Regions from separate parts of the Bicyclus anynana genome. Here region 1 is linked to region 2. Evidence: chromatin contacts called from public Hi-C data. All regions are on one chromosome and are shown on one strand. Each heading gives the region's core, a stretch centred on a gene start, on an enhancer-like site or on the middle of the called end of the contact. The rest is flanking DNA. Distances are from core to core; before and after follow the strand shown.

What was found. Hi-C and Micro-C count contacts between places; a contact is called where the count stands out from the background.
Region 1: a Hi-C map of whole larva shows a contact between it and region 2, with 3 times the contacts expected there. The contact joins the promoter of LOC112043399 here to the promoter of LOC112043413 in region 2. A contact is called at or near these places in 2 of 2 Hi-C or Micro-C datasets (whole body and whole larva).

Annotation. Positions count from the first base shown.
Region 1 is chr15:572,642-577,752 of ilBicAnyn1.1, forward strand. It overlaps LOC112043399 (frizzled-2), which reads left to right and starts at 3,533. Exons shown (of 2, transcript XM_052885856.1): 1 at 3,533-3,946.
Region 2 is chr15:333,853-339,127 of ilBicAnyn1.1, forward strand. LOC112043413 (BTB/POZ domain-containing protein 19) reads right to left here and starts at 2,160. Exons shown (of 10, transcript XM_024078814.2): 1 at 1,546-2,160. The coding sequence starts at 1,724. It overlaps Trnae-uuc (transfer RNA glutamic acid (anticodon UUC)), which reads left to right and starts at 1,447; the gene lies at 1,447-1,518. It overlaps Trnan-guu (transfer RNA asparagine (anticodon GUU)), which reads left to right and starts at 2,294; the gene lies at 2,294-2,367.

The DNA.
Region 1 (5,111 bases), core at 2,283-4,782, 240 kb after region 2:
AATCATATATCAAAATACATAGGTAGGTGCAAAAATCTAAAATTGGTTTTTCTGTTATATTTATTTTGTATCTATTGCCGTCCCTAAAAAAATATTTTCATTTAACGTCTTGTCATTTATCTCAAGGTAAATATCATACATTTTATATCCAAAATGGTTGCTGCCGTAATTAATTATCGCAACATTTTTCAGCGCAACAGTACCTCCAGCAGTCGGGTCTAATAACGCAGCGGCTCACAAAAGAACACAACGCGTAGAATAAACACATAAATATTAAATTATGTTCCTCCGAGGACGACACTAAACGCTTTACTAGAGAGTAGAGTTCGTGACTTCATTTGTGGTGCATTCTACTGATATCAGTAGTCGTGTGTTTTGTTTATCTATTAGAACGAGTTGAAATTAATAGAAAATTTCAAAATGTCAGCCATTTTTGATTTTTATTTTAGAATGTGTTTTTTTATTTAGGTACCTATAATTTGAAAGAAATCAGTGAAAAAATAACAAATTAGCCAGTTAAACATATTAAGTATGTACGTACCTACTACAGAGACATTTTTGAATAGGGAGCTTAAAAGAATTGATGTACTATACGTTAGTTTATTTAAGTATTTTTTATCTGTGGAATGCAAAACCTAGGTAGGTACATCAATTTCAAAGAACTTTGCAATATTGCGTCAGATTCTCGTCTGTTATGATTCAGATTGACCCTAAATGATAACTTTTTTATTAAGATGATAAGTTTCGCACAAAAAATAACTTATTTTACGACGAAAGCATTTCGATAACGCAATATTTTATAATAAACAATGACTATAAATTGAAACAAAATTCAGTCCACCACTCACAAATAGAATCTACCTTAAAGATATAACTAAGTATATAATTTAACTTAAACATAAGTTAAATTGATACCTAGTTGCACTTTTACTATTACGATTATGGTTGCACCAATAAAACAGGATACACAGACCTAACTATTATTATTTGGTAAAAAAGTGTATTTCCCTTGCCTCTTGACCTTTGACTTCTTGGCTGACGACAAACCAAAAGGACTTGAAAAAATTGGGGCTCTCTGACAAAGATGTATATCAGCGTTCGAAGTGACGCTTTTTGCTTGGGAAAACTAACTCCGTATAGGTATTGGGCAAAATGAGAGGAAAAATAAGAAGAAACGTTTGTTTAAATTAAATAATAGGTTAAAGCTTGGCAACTTTGCTCGTAACACTCCCGATGTTTCGCGCAGGGCGGGGGGCGTATAGCGATGAATGAAAAACCCACGACTGATGCACGTCACTTCCCCGCACGCACGATTTCACACCCGCGAAGTCTTTCCCCCTGTCGCCCGCATATCATGGGAGTGTTATCAATGAATTTGCCAGACTATAGTGACGCGCGACGCGAGATCTGTTCATAATCTATGAATAAGTAATAAAGTATACGTATTTACTTAGCACTGTGCCACAGAATAAGTATCTACTTACATAACACCAATATTAACAAAGAATAAAAAACAGTACTTTACATCGGAGATAACATTTTATCCAAAATAAATAGAGAGTAAACTAAGCTCGTCGCCACACTAGTTAGTATATAAAACTCGGCTTGTCTATGGAATATGACAGATGATACCCGGCCATAAACAATAGAGTGGCGATAGGGACGATAACGCGCTGATTTATTGTGTACCCGCGGTCTAAATCAATTACGATGAGGTCCGATACGCGCCGCCATTTTGAATGTTTATATTTTATTTTGGTTATCGCGATGGTGAATAGTTTTTCGATTGGTTTGGAATGAGATGTTTGTTTTTATATGTTTTTATTTTAGCTGTATCACTCATGTCTGTCTTACCTTACCTGCTAATTTGTGTCCGTTTTCCAAACTGGTTACCTATGGAGTTAAAATTTCAATGCCTGAGCATTTAATTTGTAATGTAAAAAAAATTAAAACATTTGTAATGGCTGAGCGAGGGAACGCATCATTAGATTTACATTCGTTATCTCTGTAGTTTTCAAATAGCCAAGATAATCCACCAACAGCTTGCTCTTCAGTAAGGTCTTATTGATTCTGAGATGCCTTGCTTTATGTACGACCCAGCGTCAGTTCTTGAAAATAGCAGTGCATTGCTCTATTGGGACCGAACGATTTCACTGACAGGTATATTGTTGCCAATAGACCTGTTAAAGTACTAGTCAATCGGTCAGTGCGTTATGCAATAAGTATTGATATACCTGTTCCATATGACGATAATCTGGTTAAAGCTTAGAAGGAAAAAAGTATCAAAATTTCTCACGAGATTACCGCCATCTGGAATGTTGAGTCAACTATTATTATCATTGCATTATTGTTCCGATAGTTTTTTCAGTCAATGGTCTTATAGCGAAAAGCTTCGACCAACATCTTAAGAAGCTTTCACTTAACTGTTGGATCAAGAGTCGGATACAGAAGGCAGTGATTCTGGAGACGGCGCTATTGTGAGGAGGTTCCTCACTCTAGATAGAGCCATGAACGCCGGTTGCTTTGGCACTCAAATGTCCCGCAGCGCTAGGGTTTATTTTTTTATTTTTAATAGTGTTTTGTATTATATTTTTGTATAAACATTGTTAAAAATTAAAAAAAGGACAAATAAGTAAATGAAAGATTAAAAATTAATTTAATATCAATATAAGTATATTATATACAATATATAATATCTAAATGTCCTCTGGCTGGCTGGTCTGGCTTCCCTCATTATAGGAGAGGGAATTGGATATACACCCATCACACTGCTTTATTGTGGATTGACGCCGCAAACTTGGCGGGTTTGTTAATTAATGTTCTAAATGCACTCGAACCTAGGTATATATAACTGCTAGTTATAAAAGCTTATAAAGCCTTAAAGTTCCTTTGTTTAGAGTAGGTTCCTCTCAAAAAGATAAAAAAGCAAAAAAATGTAGCCGACGCCGTCCCTTCAATATCGCTTCGAACTTGCAAAGGGATAAAGTAATCAAAGACTTTCTTCATTGATCTCTATCCCCCCAGTAGATATCGAGGAAAAAAACTCTACAAACTTTAATAGAAATTTTCACAGACTACGGATAAGGTACAATCGCCTTTTTAAAATTGCTAGATTTTTACATTTTTCCACTTACTTAGCTGCTCAAACAAACTGTAATTATTTCCCCCCGTTTTTCCCATTTTTCCCGGTTCAACGTACCTACCTAACGCTGTGCACACACTAATTTCCGTCGGAGACGGAATTTAAAATTCGATAGCCGTAAATTGAATCCGGACATTGAAAGAGCGGATTCGATAAAGCGCGGAGAGCACGAGCAAACGTTTGACTACGATAATTCGAAAACGCCTTCCTAATTCCAGAACACGGGAATGGCTGCATAATTATTTAGAAAATTTCAAACGCTCGGCGCTCCTGCGAGTTTGTCTAGAGGACAAGAGGCGCCATCTATTGACGGGGTATACCGAAACAGTCGTGACATCAGTTCGCCCCCGCGCGTCCCCCCTCGGCTACACCGCGCTCCCTCGTTCATTCACTCGTCTCAGTCCGCCGCAATCCACCCGGTCAGTCCCTCTCCGCGCTTCTTGACAGCGTGTTGTGTAGTTGGTTACGTACGCTTTCGTAAATATCGCTATTCGCTATCATTTGTTTCAAACAATCGCCCAGCTGACTGTGACCCAACAATAACTCACTTCCAAAACGTTATCGGATTCTGTCGAAGTCGTTTCACCTGTAAATTAAGTGAGAACAACGGCGGAACAGTGAAGAAATCTTCGGTGTCTGAATGTAAAAATATAACGCGTCGCAGAGGACGGTTTCCAGTGTGTGACTGATCGATACTTTTAAATGATAACATGGATTCAATTAGGTTTTGTTTAAGACGACGGTGAAGTTTTGGTGTGTTCGAAATACATGTGTAGTGTTGTGTTAGCTGCTGCTTGGAAAACGGTGAGTTCGGTTATCGAATATCGATTTGACGTATTAGATGATAAGCCAGGATTTGTTTTGTTGATAAGTTGCGGGCTAGATTGGGCAATATACACGGGTATCTTGCAGCGGTGCAAGGCGATTACGATCGATCGAAGGAACGCCGTCGGAAGGTCGTGCCATTCTGTCTTGGCTAAACGTTATCTCTACAACCGTAAATTGTTTGCATTGTTTTCTTTTGTTTACATAGCACTTTGACTGTGATAAAACTTGAGAATTTGCCTCGTATCACGGAAAAATCAGTTAAACATCAACACTGTTTATCGTGAATCTAATGATAAAATTAATACCTAATTAGTGGACTTGTTAAGAGTTCTATATCCCTCTACTGTTACTGTAATGTCTATGGTCTTCGTAAAACACATTTTCGAATTGTTGATTGATAAAGATGTAACGCGGCTGCAATAAGTAATATTATTGAGGTACGCGAGAAATCAAACTGAAAATAGATATAGATACATAAATATATTATACACATTTAAACGACGGATCCAGCTGAATTTCATTTCCAAAAAATCTCAATAAAAACAAAAATTTGTTTAGTAGGTAGGTATCTAGACTTGCACTCAAGAATATCGTAAATAGACATCTACAGACAGGAATAAAAAATACGTTAATAAAATAAAAAGCTGAAGAATAATTTACACAAATTAATAACCTACCCTACTTAATATTTTTTGCTAATGAAATACCTATCATTGACCTAAATCACAAAACAAGGGTGCGTTTATCACACAGCACAGATAACTTTTTTAAAAAAAAGCAACTGTTGAGTTTCTTGCCGGTTTCTTTTCAGCAGAACCGGTGGTAGAATCTTTACAAATGGTCAACTTACGTGTCAAAAGTGCTTCTAAACTGAGCCTACTTGAAATAAATGTTGATAAAAGATCAGCACCTGTAGTCAAACAAAGTACAAAGTCTGACGCTTTCTGGAAACAAATTTAAACATTTTTCAGAAAAAAATATACTCATATGGACACCGAGCTATCGAATAACTCAGCAAACCGCTTGCTTCTGTAAACTGTAATTTATTTTTCTTTGAAAGTTACCACTGCAGTGTAAACCAGCGTTTCACAATAGCAGTAAACTGTAAAGTATAGTAGAAACTCTATAACATTTAATTTCA
Region 2 (5,275 bases), core at 910-3,409:
GAGTATACTACTAGTATTCAGTCTGCAACGAAAATACCAAAACTTTCCAATATTCATAATTAAATTCAAAATAATGAAAGACAATCAATAAAAGAATTTCTGACTCGAAAATCGCTACTCGAAATAAATTAGCTCTCGAACCATCACAAAGTGAAGGATCAATTTGGTTTAAATCTAAGATAACAGATTTTTCTATTATTTTCATGAAAGAAGGTACGAGTGAAAAAGGATGCTGGCACAAAAATCGTCCCTTTGAGAAATATTGATTTCCGCCGATTTTATAAACTATTAATTTCAACTATTTCAGATCTGAAGTTAAATTTATACATACCCGACAGCAAACTTACTAACTAGTAGTAAGAACATAATAAATGAAAAGGAGTACATTTATAGGAAGCCATAAGAACCGTTGAAAATAACTCCAATAAATCACAAAGTAAAAAAATACATTAACAAAAGCTACCGAAATGGTAGTTGGTACATTTTCACAACTCATACCGTATATCAACCGTCCACAAAGTGCGGTAAAACTTGGCTGAAAGTAAAAGCTGGTTATATTTCCAATATTCTTACAATTCTTTAGCTACATACTCTTGTCCAAGTTTGAGCATAACTTTAGTTAGTAGTAACTCGATTTTCTACCCTTCATTGGACAGAACACAATATGTTACAGAGAGTAATGTTATTCAAATACGAAGAAACTAATATAGGTTTTTGGGCGCAGGTTTGTTTGTATTCTTTACTTTTTGATTCATAGTTTTATAAAGGACTTCAAAAAAGGAGGAGTTTTCTCATTACAACCGTTCTATACCGTTAAATAAGTCCTACATTCCTGACCTGAGTCATTCATCATCACCATTATGCTGATAATGGTGATGATAAATGACTATTTTAACGGCCCACATCAGGCCTACAGGGCCAGGCCTCCCTTCTTATAGAGGAGGATATGAAGGGCTGACCCACCACGTGCTCCATGCGAGTTGGCGGGTTTCTGAATTGAGTACCGACTACCTAGAGTAGCCTATAATTTTACTTATGCTTTCTACATCGTGTTTATCTATAAAGTAAAAGTTATTTTTATTATTTATTAAATAATTAGTGTATGTAATTATATTTAAATGTTTTTCACGTGTTGATTTCTAATATGTAACGTATACTCTAATATAATTTAGTTAATGGTAATGCGCCATCTAGCGGTGGTTGTCCAATAGCTATACTTTTTCTTACCGACACTAGATGGTACTAGTATGCACGTTGTTATCCTTTACTTGCTTCTTTCCTATACAATTGAATCACATTTTCAAACTCTTTTTATTATGTATTCATTACACATAAGTCTTGTAAATTACATGCTTTGCAGACTTATATCAAAAATATTAATTATTTTTAAAATGCAACTAATTTAATTTTAAGAATATGTTTATTATTTTTACAACTTTAACCACATCCCGTATGGTCTAGTGGCTAGGATACCTGGCTTTCACCCAGGAGGCTCGGGTTCGATTCCCGGTACGGGAAATCTTTTTTCTTAATTTAAGTACTTACCTGGCATAAAGTATAATTTTGTGTGCGTAGACTTTTTCTTCCGCCGTACCAAGAACGAACACTATGTCAGCGGAATCCTGGTCTTCCGAGAGTCTTTGCAGATCTCGTAGGAGTCCAGGTAAGCCCGCGCGTTCGGCAGACACTCCACTGCAGCAGTTATTACTAACTCTATTCGCCATTGTGACTAAGTAAGTCTTGTAAAACTTCACAATTATATCGTCCAAGTTCGCTAGTTTTTCATTTTTTATCACTGGACTTTTTGTTCACTTCACTGTTTATTACGTGTAAGCAAAACAAATCCCTATAATTATCCACATAAAACACTAAATTGACACAAACTATTCTATCTCAGTACATTAGTCACTTCTGTCACTTTCATGTAACTAATTCTCAGTTTCTCGACAACATTTAATCTAATTTTTATTTATAATTCACTAATAACTTGATATAGGTAGAAGCTGAGTTTAAGTTATCAACATAACCTCAAATAAACTTGCCTAAGCTTCGTACGAAACATCAAATTTCAATTTGTACCACGTTTTCCAATTACAAACTGAGCTATAGACAATCTATAGGCATTTTTGCCTCTGTGTCGATGTTACAGGCCCGTGTGTTGAGTTTGAGTACGGTTATAAAGGTTTAAAACTGGTTTATGTTTTTCTCAGGTAAAATGCGGTTCGATGGATATCGCTGTCTTTGTCTTTATGGTTGAAAGATGTGTTACACATTTTTGACCGTTTCTACAAGTGCCTCCGTGGCGCAATTGGCTAGCGCGTTCGGCTGTTAACCGAAAGGTTGGTGGTTCGAGCCCACCCGGGGGCGTATTTTTTGAAATTATTTTGTATATTTGTACTATGGACAATTTAAAAATTAATATTTTTATTTCCCAGTGTAGCTTTATGAAAATTGTGATTGTAGTTTTTAAAATTAAATTACATTTAAGAATCACATCCTATCATGGCGTAGGTATAAAGTAATTTTACATAAAGGATTAATAAATATAAAAAAAACTACATTGATGTGAAAAATCTACTACATTATTTATATGTAGTTGTTAAAGAACTTTTTTACACTGACACATCTTTTTATTATTGTGCCTGCAAAGACAACTGCCATTTTGGTTCAACTTATTTGCAGGGATATATACTCTTGGAAGAACTAATTTACCTGTCCTAATTCTTGATTAATTTGATGGCCTGTTTTGTGACTATTGGGTTAACTTAGTAAAATGAAATGAAAATTGAAATGAAATGAAATGGCATGAAAATTTATTATTTTATAGTTTTAGTGTATTAGTGATGTGCACTGCCATTTTAATTACGTGGGTGTAGTTATCGATAAAATATAAAGTACTAATATACGCTGCCTTCTTCGCCTTACAACAACTGGGTGATGTCTATCTATTATTTATTGAATTCGATATTTTAAAAAGAATAATAATTATTTTAATAGGTAGGTAGTCGTGTTCGCATATTATATCGTGAGCAGCTTGTCGGCTGATTCGCGTGTTCGAACTCCTGCCCGTGCACGGTTCGCAATTTCCGAGCTGTCAGTCTTGAGCGCTTCCTATCCTTACTAGACTTATGTGAGTTTCCCATGTGATAGATCATTTATTACTTTGATAAATAAGTTAATACATTTATCTTATTATTAAGTACAAATATAACGATTTTCAGTAATTCATTTAACATTTAAAACAAGTTAGTGTAGTAGGCACTCAGAATAGAGAAATTAATAATCTGCGACATTATAAATAATTAAAAAGTGGGTAGATAAACGTAATTACTTTTGATAATCTATTGTCTATAAAATATACAATATTTTAATGCATCTTTGTCATCCATTCAAATAATTAATTTGTTAAGTACCCAAAGTAAGGTAAAGTTAAAATTCAGAGTGGAACGTTGTATCTACCTACCTAACTACGAGTAAATAATTAAATTGTATTACGTTACCTTGTTTGCTTTCGCAACCAAGATATACATCCAGAAATAAAACGATACTATATTATTAAATTTCAGCCTGTAAAATATATAAATTTCATTATTTTACAACTGTAATATCTCAAAGAAATTACCCTAAAATATCTATTACAGATCAAAATTATTACCACGAGTTAGAATTTATGTTTTTATCCTAGATACTTTTAAGAAATTGGAACGAATACTTACCACCAAAACTGAAAATGAATTTTGTTTCTTATAAATAGGGATGTTGAGTTCACTATCGTATTTTAGTTATATACATTTGTTGTGCAATAATATTTGAATGTGTTTATTTGTGCATACGCCTGTATTGCTCCCAGACGGGCTCGCTGACAGCTATACGGTCTCTCATCTGGTTTTCTGTAAAGTCACAATACGTTATTGGCTTTCACAGGTTCCACTAAATAACGGGATATAGTTTGGACAATAATTCCTTCGGTTTGTTTGTGTGCCGCTGACGCGCTAACGGCATGGAGTTACCCTATTTGTTTCTTTTTCTATATTTATCGACCAAGGCTAATGTCTATCGTTGTGCTTCGATTGTAATGCTTATGTTGCACCGATTTATGCGATGATTATGTTATGTCTTGATGAATTTCAGGGAAAGTAGGGCGGTGTGGCCCAATTGCTACGAAATAGTATAGTGTGTGCATTCTGGTGGTCAGTAGGTGAGTTTATGATTATTTTATTGAACTGAAAATCCATAGAGTTCTGTTCAATTATCACGTATTTCACTATTTAATCTGACCAGTCTTAGAAGTATAGAATATCTGGGCTTCAGCTTTCGGCTTATACGGTACAAAAAATATGTCTTTTGAAACCTTATTGCGTCTCTTGAGTCTCTTTATTATTCTCTCTTTAGTTAATTAGTCTTCGTCTATTATTATATTCAATATATTTTTATCAGCGTAACCTCCATATCTAAGTACATTAAACCTCGCCCACTTTATAGTAGACAGATAGATATTATTTTTTATTTTAACGTTGGTAAGTAGGTACCCAAGTAAATATGTGGCTAGCATCAATCACTGTCACATGATAAACCTTGTATTTACATTTGATAATCCGGACGTTTAATAGAGGGATTATTTCCTTTCTCGACCGGTAGGTATCTTGTTTGCTAACACGTGTTATGATAAGGAACGTTCAATAATCAACGGATTGTGGGTTTGAACGTAGTGGCCCCTTTATTGAGTCTCCCGATATTATTAACTATTCAATTGGTAGGTAATTCATTCTTGATGTTTATAAGAATTTGGGCATGATTATTGATTTTTTTTAAATAACAAATGCCTGCATTATATGTATTTCAACTACGATCTAAGTTGCTGAGCTTCTTCATCTTATATTAAATAAAGAGCCTAATATGTTATGTTAACTTAAATATTGTATTGTATTGGATAAAGATATTGCATTTAATTATTTTTCCCAAATGTATATTAAGAAAATGATATCTAACTAACTGTCTGAGATATTATATCAACGCACATGTCCAATGGCTGGGACTAACATTATTTCCTTTAAGGCGAAATTGTGAAGTTTTTCCATTCCATACGCCGGTTCTGATCGTGTGTACATAATCAAGAGCATATTTCACATCACTCGACATCAACGACAAACTTAACGTTGCACCTCTCATCCACTCGGCTCAAAGGCGCGCTTACCTGTAACGACCACAAGCAATGGTAAAAGCCTCAAACCTGACAGAGCTAATTAAAGTTGCGTCGGCACTAGAGCGCATCTTA